2 separate regions of the Mus musculus genome follow, and region 2 is linked to region 1. A link is a contact called in public HiChIP or PLAC-seq data. All regions are on one chromosome and are shown on one strand. Each heading gives the region's core, a stretch centred on a gene start, on an enhancer-like site or on the middle of the called end of the contact. The rest is flanking DNA. Distances are from core to core; before and after follow the strand shown. Region 1 has its middle 72 kb from the start of St18. Region 2 overlaps St18 (suppression of tumorigenicity 18).

Evidence for each region. HiChIP or PLAC-seq counts read pairs in DNA pulled down with a chosen protein or histone mark.
Region 2: a contact with region 1 is called in an SMC1A HiChIP or PLAC-seq map of large pre-B cells, with 4 times the contacts expected there. The contact joins two enhancer-like sites. A contact is called at or near these places in 1 of 15 datasets of contacts at CTCF or cohesin (large pre-B cells), 1 of 484 Hi-C or Micro-C datasets (cerebellum) and 1 of 115 datasets of contacts at active chromatin or transcription factors (large pre-B cells).

What each region holds. Positions count from the first base shown.
Region 1 is chr1:6,656,126-6,660,015 of GRCm38.p6, reverse strand. It overlaps a transcript of St18 not described here. Among named protein-coding and RNA genes, the nearest start is that of St18, 72 kb to the left of the region's middle. Within about 2 kb of position 1,670, at least 16 of the 459 cell types and tissues checked have an H3K27ac peak or open chromatin away from gene starts, as enhancers often do.
Region 2 is chr1:6,856,277-6,860,166 of GRCm38.p6, reverse strand. St18 (suppression of tumorigenicity 18) reads right to left here. Exons shown (of 22, transcript NM_173868.2): 21 at 2,724-2,867; 22 at 1-1,707. The coding sequence ends at 1,567. Among named protein-coding and RNA genes, the nearest start is that of St18, 130 kb to the right of the region's middle. Within about 2 kb of position 1,601, at least 3 of the 459 cell types and tissues checked have an H3K27ac peak or open chromatin away from gene starts, as enhancers often do.

The sequences.
Region 1 (3,890 bases), core at 421-2,920:
CAGGCAGGTAAGCATGGCACTGGAACAGTAGCAGAGATCTCATATCCTGATCTGCAGGAAAAAGCCAGAGAAAGAGAATGGGTCTGGCATGGGCTTTTGAAAACTCAAAGCCCACCTCAAGTAATACATCTCCTTCAACAGGATCACAGGTCCAAACTCTCTTGAAACAGTTTACTAACTAGAAATCAAGCATTCAAGTATATGAGCCTCCTTCCTCTCATTCTAACTACAACAGCGAGAGAGAAGGGAATGAAACCAGAGTGATTTAGCAAACACACAGCATGTGGCATTGTGATGGGTGACTTAGAAAAACATGCTTAGTGTTAGGATATTCTTAGCCTGCAGTTTCAAGTGAACTGGCTTTTTTCTGTCCCCACCCCAACTATAAAAGTTGAGTATCCTTGCCCAGTTTCTGTCCACAAGTCAGCATACAGCATAACACTCATCGCTTTGCCTGCCCATTTCTCTAAACACAATATGACTCTTGCAGACCTCTTTACATGGAAAGTAAGTCCCACATCCCCATTTTGTTGTACATTCTTGTCTTAATTTGTCCAGGAAATTTAATTAATTTTGGTGAATGCTCAGTTTTCTCAATGATAAGCAGGATAATGTGTTCCTCCCATTGTTATTCTAATGATTAAATAATATACTATTTACAAATAGTGTACCATTGTTAAACTGTATTACATTGCACAAAAGCTAGTAAGCACTGGTGGGTGCCCCAAAGAGACTTCAGTTATTTCTTTTTCTGGGATGAATCTGAAACCTGTTTCTAAGTGGGGGAAATTATTCGTTGGCTCCAGATTAGTGCCATTTGACCCTCAAGTGGAATTTCAAGCACCTTATGTATCTTCACATTATTCCTACTTCTTCCTGCTCATGGTCAGCGGCTTACAACTTCAATTGCCTTGTGAGTTTCAGTACAGGTTATTTGATAAGCTGGGTTCACATATAATGTCTTTTGGACTCTAGCCTTGTTAACACTTTGCTGTGGCCTCTAAAACACAAGGAAAGGACATTTTTGGTTTAGTTGGTAGGTGGGAAACTCTTGAAACAAATTTGCTATAATTAAGTTGGGAAGCATCACTGACCTAAAATGAAAACAACCTGAGATCCTTCATTTGCTTCTGACCCTGAACAAGAAAGGAACTGAAAAATTGACTGGTTGAATTCCCTGAAACAAATGATGCTTGAGCGGTTTCATGCATAATAACTGCCTTTGATGTAAATGGGGCCATCCGTCAGCAGCCACAAACGTTGCTATCTACTCTGTTTCTGCAAGGCCTTTTCCTATGGGACAAAGTCCCCAGCAACTTGCAGTCTTCACATAGCTCAGACCTGAAGACACAAGTCTGAGTACTGAGCCTTCAAAAACTTTGGAAGAGACTAAAAGGAAATGCTAGTAGGCAGGTGTTGGCATATGTTCCTTCTGAACAGTATTATCAGAGAATTTATAGTCTCTGTTCATACAAAAGTAAATAGGGTACTGTTTTCATATAGGACACAGGACAGGTGGTATCTTGCCACACACTTACTCCTGGCACAATTCTTCAGCCTCAGCTCTTCTTGTGCATTGAGTCAGGCACTAGAACTAGATGTGCTTCAACATATTGCATCTGTTGTTTCTGACTGGAGCCTCGCATTTCATAGCCCTGGCTGGTCGAAAGGATGGCACTACTGGAGAGCAAAACAAACCACAGCACTGTTTACACAGACTGCCCAGGTGCTATGTGCTATTGTGCTTTGTCTCATTGAAAACAAATATATGCTTATAGGCTTGCAGTTTGCATGATGAACTTAGGGTGAAAATAAAAGGAGATGGATAGGAGTCATTTTCAGAAAAAAATTTACCACAGCAAAGCCTTCAAAGCAGCAATTCATTTCCTTACCTCCAGCCTGACAGACCACTGACATTAAAGCAAAGGCATGTCCTAATCGTCATGCATGTAACCACTTTTTTTTCTTTTTTCACATTTGTATGCTAATCACAAGAAGCAAAAATAGACTTAGATTAGAAATCAAAGATTGGTTGTATACAGGTAATAGAGTTCTTGAATGCTTTATTTAAAGATAGAAGGCTCTTGAACCAGGCTTTATTATTGAACTAAGACTATCTATCCTTTTTGACACTTTTTAAATTAAGTTCTTCCTCTAATTTATGTTTTTGTCAGCTTTCTTCCCTTACTTGGTTTTAAACTGGCTTCTGTGCCTCTCTCTAAGTAATAAACTACTCCACAGAGAAGAAAAAAATTTTAATGACCCTCGAAATTCAGATTAACAAAATGGATCATTTGTACACAGCCATAGAATTATGAATCCTTCTGAAATATCTGCAGAAATTTCACCTGATGCAAAATTTCATTTCCCTCTCTCTGACATATCTCTGACTTTTCCCTTTAAAAATGGAATAGTTATAGTCCATCTATATAAAGATCAAATACTAAAAAGCAAAGGGAATATAGGGTACAATTTTGAAGTTTAAATGAAACAGGATTTTATTTTCTTTGTGAACTAAGGAAGGTGAGTTCTGGTGTATTAACATTTCTCATAGAAAAACAGTTTGTCTATGCTCGACTTGGATGACACAGGCTGTCTGCCCCTTCAGCGTAGCTCAGCCTGCCTTCCTGTTCTTGTGAAGCCAGCCGGCCTCCTAGTACATTCTGCCTCCCATCTGACTTCCGTAGCTTAGGACAAGCAGAACAGGGGAGCAGCTGCATGCTGTTGAGCCATGGCAGCAAGCATCTATCTATGATGGTATCTCTCTATTTGGAGCATAACTTTCCCACTCACCGCTATGTCGATCTGGGAAATAAAAAAACAAACTTATCAGACAAATTCTTTTGCTTCCTGGCCTTATGTTTGTTTTAACACTGTGACCATAGTGGGGCATAATAACATAATGCTAGAGAAAGAAGAATGTGAAAATTAGGTTCAATAGAGAATCAGGGATCAAAAGTTGTTTAAAAATAATGACATACTCCTATGATATCTTTCCTATACAGTTGCACTTTTAGCATATCTCATCCACTGGTATCCAACTGACTTCCAGAAAGTATGTGTTTCAGTTTTTCCCACACTATGGAGCTGGTTATTTTTTTGGATCTCTATAATTTACCAGTCCTTCCAAACCTTGTGGAGTATTATGTCTTCTCTGGGAATTTAAAATCTATTCACTTTCCAATGTCTCATACTCCAACCAGCAGAGGAGAACTTTAGTGCACTGAGCATAGAACATGTTAGCCCAGGTTCAAATGTGGACTCCAATTGTTAGTGTTTCCCTTCACGACTTAGTAACCCTTCCTGCAGAATAGGTAAATTAAAATTTTTGCATAACTAGATTCTTGTATGTTTCAAATAAAGCCTAAGATGTAGAAGATACTGTGATAATATACATTAAATGAGATGAGTTCAGTAAATATAAGCAGGTAGGAAAATAATTAAACTAGATAGCTATTCATTGGAAACTGTGAAGTTAGAATGCAGAGGCTTCAGAAGAATATTTAGTATCTTTAAATTTTTTGCAATGTAGCACAGGATTTAAGTCAACGATACAAATGAATATTAAATAAAATGGAGATGTTAGAATGAATTAGAATTTGCAAGAGCAAATCAACAGGGAGGGTATCATCAAAAGTTAAAGAGAGATAAAGTAGCAATTAATTAAGTAAAAGTTATAGGATTAATAGAAAATGTCATTTAATATGAATTACTTGGAAATTACTAATAGCTAATAATCATATTATTTATAATATATAAGCCAAACAGTTTGAAGATATACTATACTGGGTACAGGACACATTTCACTAAACTTTCTATGTAGCAGGGCATGGTTGTACACACCTTTTATCCTAGCATTCTGCAAGCAGAGGAAGGCCAGTCTCTTTAGA
Region 2 (3,890 bases), core at 352-2,851, 200 kb before region 1:
CATGAGGCTAATAAAAAATAAACACTTTTATTATAGCACAGAAAATTAAGCCCACACTAAAGTTCATGTGTACTTTTACATAGAGGCACATCTGCACATGAAATGTGTGTGCACACCAAAAAGGCAGTTTAGCTGGTTGTCTATACCTTTTCCTTAAAAAAAATAAATATAAAAAAACTTTTGAAACAATGCTTAACTACTTTACAGTCCCTGAAATAGACATTGCCTTTACTACAGCAACTTCTAAACTCTGATCCAGTTGAGATTGCAGGTTGAATTTCACGTGTGGATGAGTGTGAGTGCATATATGTGTGTAGACTGTGCTGTTGTGTGTGTGTGTGTGTGTGTGCATGTGTCTGTATGTGTGTGTATGTGCATGTGTGTACATGTATGTGTGTGTGTGTAACATCCTTTGTGTCACTTGAAGTTCAAGAGTTTTATCAAATTGAAACTGCCTTATTTATTAGGGAAGCAAAGACCAATGCTGCCAATATTCAAGGTAACCACTTAGCTTGGAATAGCATTTTTTTTTTCAGGCCTTCTGTTTTGCATTCTATTCCAGTCAACCCAGTAAGATAAATGCTATTTCAGGGGATACGGTATCTACACAATTTCCATTTGGATGTGTCTGTAGTTGTAAGTACAAATCTACACCAACATTGTCACTTGTATATTGTACTAACGTGTAGCAGGAAAAGCCAAGCTGGTCCCATCAAAGCTTATTTCTCATTTTGGGAAAGGGTTGCCAACTAGCCAATATGACTTGAAAAACAAGAAGACAAATCTGATTCACTTAAAATGTATGCTTTAAGCAGTCTAAATAAATAATTCATATTAATTAAATCTCTGCAGCCATGTGGAATACTATGCTGACTATTTTATTTAATTATTGCTATCAAGTTCTGAGTGCGCTGTTTGCTAACATCCTGTGCTTTTGTGAGTGTGGATTTCCCACTAGTGGGCGCCATTTATCTTCATAATCCTTCACAGCTCACATTACCAAAAGCCATTTATAAAAACAAAACCAGTAAAGGAGAAATGGAAGTGCACAGTAGAAACCAAGCTTGACCACAGTGTAGTCCTGACATCAGGATTTCCTTCATACATTTCTTTTGTTTTGTTTTTCTCATTTAAATCCAGAAAGATATGTGATTTGAGAACAGCATTTCTATTTAAATCCTATTAGAAGATAAATTAATAAACACACCTGTAAAAATATAGTAGACTTCAAAATGCAGTTAAAAGATAAAAAACTCTTTGATTAGTAATAAATAAAATATAAAATGTCACATTTATTTTTACATATACTTTACAAAATAAAGAGTGCAATGAAGAAAGAAAAGAAAAAGATATGAAAATAAACGAGTTTAATAATTGACTGCATTGCTTTTAATCCAAAGAGTTTATCATAGTTTTTCTTTCCTTTTTATGTCAGCTGGGGAAAAATTAGTGCAATGTTGCAATTATAAACACAGGGACAGCCTCTGGGCTCCAGGGGTATTAGGCCCCTGCAGATTTGTGGGAGTTCATGGCCGTAGTGACCTCTGTTTCCTGCATACTGTCGTTCTACACATGGATGCCCTTCACCGCCTGCTTGATGCTTTCCAGTAGAGCTTTGCATTCTGGGGAATAGTCCTGTTCCAGATTGCTGTACATGTCTGTGAGAGTATTTACATATGCTTCAAAATTCTGCTCATTGATAGGCCCCTGATGGAGACACAAGGAAACCAATCACAGAGGTTCAGCTGCCCCAAGGAAGATCAGGAGATAGTGACAAATGTTGCCAACTTATATAAGTAGGAAAAGAAGGGTTTATAGGACTGTGGCAGTTTGGGATAGGACAGAAAATGTGTGTGTGTGTGTGTGTGTGTGTGTGTGTGTGTGTGTGTACTATCTGTATACTCTTAACTCATGGCATTAATGGAATGCAATTGAATAGTATTGGGGATCAATCTGGAACCACATAATAAATGCTGAGCTAGAGGTGTCCAAACTATATGTCTTTTCTTGGGAAGAGTCTGGGTCTCATTTGCACTTTTCAGTATAAAACCAGCTGTCTGTGGAAAGTATGCTAGGAGGATGAAGCTTTTGCCAAGTGGTTCTTTAACAGTCCTATGTTGGAATGGCAGGGATTGTACTGAGCTGAGGAAATTAACAGCATCACCAATATAGCTCCCAGCAATGCATCTCCAACTCCAAAGACTGATTTACATTTGTGAAAATGTAGAATAAACTTTTTGTGAATTCTAAATAGTTGCATACTTATGAATAAGGGGTAAGGGATAAGAGATAAGGGATAGGAATAGGAATACGGATGCCTTGGTCACACACATGCATTCTATGTTCCATGAAAAGAAGTTGAATATTACAATGAGATTATTGGGAGTGTTATAGTTCATGAGTTGAGTAGATGATGCTGAGGGATGTATAGAATCAACTGTTTGAAAACATATTTACAGTGAGTGAGCTCTGGCATCCAGCTTTCAAATAACTTTATAAGATAGCTTTAAGTAAACCTTCATCCTTAAAGAGTCCTGGCCTTTTGGAATGCCACTGGCCTTGAATTATCTGAATATGCATATCTACCGTGTTCTTAGATTGCGAAAGCATTAAGCATGAAAATGAATCAGGGGTAGGTGACTGTCAATAGTTCAGCCACAGGGTAATGGAACAAAGACATTGAGGTAGATGATGGGGTAGCAGAGCCTTGCTCTTGGTCTTACCATCTGTGGAAGTTGGATGTCAGCAAGGCTGGAGATGAGAGCCTGGCTAAGCCCTGCCAGCTCCTTCAGCAGACTCTCATTGCTCTGTTCTATAAGCTTGTTCTCCTCCTCTATGGTCTTCAAGTTGCTCTCCATAGATGTTATCTACAGCAGAGGTAATGACATAAGAAGCAGAGTTAGAGGCCTTTAAAAGGTCTCTGGGGGAAACCTGAAGCTAGATGTAAGTGCCAAGGGATGCCTCCATCCCAAACTGCAGCCCTGCCCTTGCATTCTAAGTGTTAGATACCTCCAGATTTATACTTTTAACAAGACTTTCCATGAATTGCAGGTCTCGCTTCTCTACATGGCTATATGGTGGCTATCTTATTGTCAATATGCCCCAGGGTAAATCGGCTATTTTCCCAATTCTTGCTCAGTAGCATGTCTCTTCTTTGCAGTGAATGACAACTTGAAATGTTGCCCATATTCAGGGTTTTTGCCCTTGTACTTCAAGTTCACTGAGAATTGCTTGCAAAATGTGCAGGATGAGGCCACTATCCACTTATGTTGTGGCCATGTGGACCCAGCCATTTGGTGTGATGCTATCACTTCTCACAGGTGACACTGTGTCAGCTTTGCTCTGTATAGTCTCTCCTTGGTCCTCATCAATTCACTACCAAATTTAGTTTTTTCCAGGTCATGGTAGAATGTACATCAAGGATAAATGAATTACTCTAAAGCCCAAACAATTCAGAGGCTCCTAATTCCATCAAAGTAAATGCTGAGGCCATCAATACCAAGTAAGTTTTTCTATGTAAACAGCCCGGTCTCATCTCTGGTACCCTTCTGTAATTTGCCCCATCTAGATATCTACCTCTAGACATATTCTTCTATTGCTTAAATCTCTACAATTTTCATGATTAGGAACCTATTCTGTCCAAAACGGTCTTCCCCATAAGAGCTGACCAGCTCCTTCATGTCTAAATCATTACTGACACATTTCTTTTTTTCTTGGGGCTTGATCATCCTGTTTAATATTAAATACCTCCTTCTTATGGCAGCAGATTACACACACACACACACACACACACACACACACATTACTGGTTGGCTTCCCCACTGAGATTAAGATCCACGAAGAAGAGGCTATGTGTTCTTTAGAAAAGGTTTCAAGAGCCTCATGCTTTC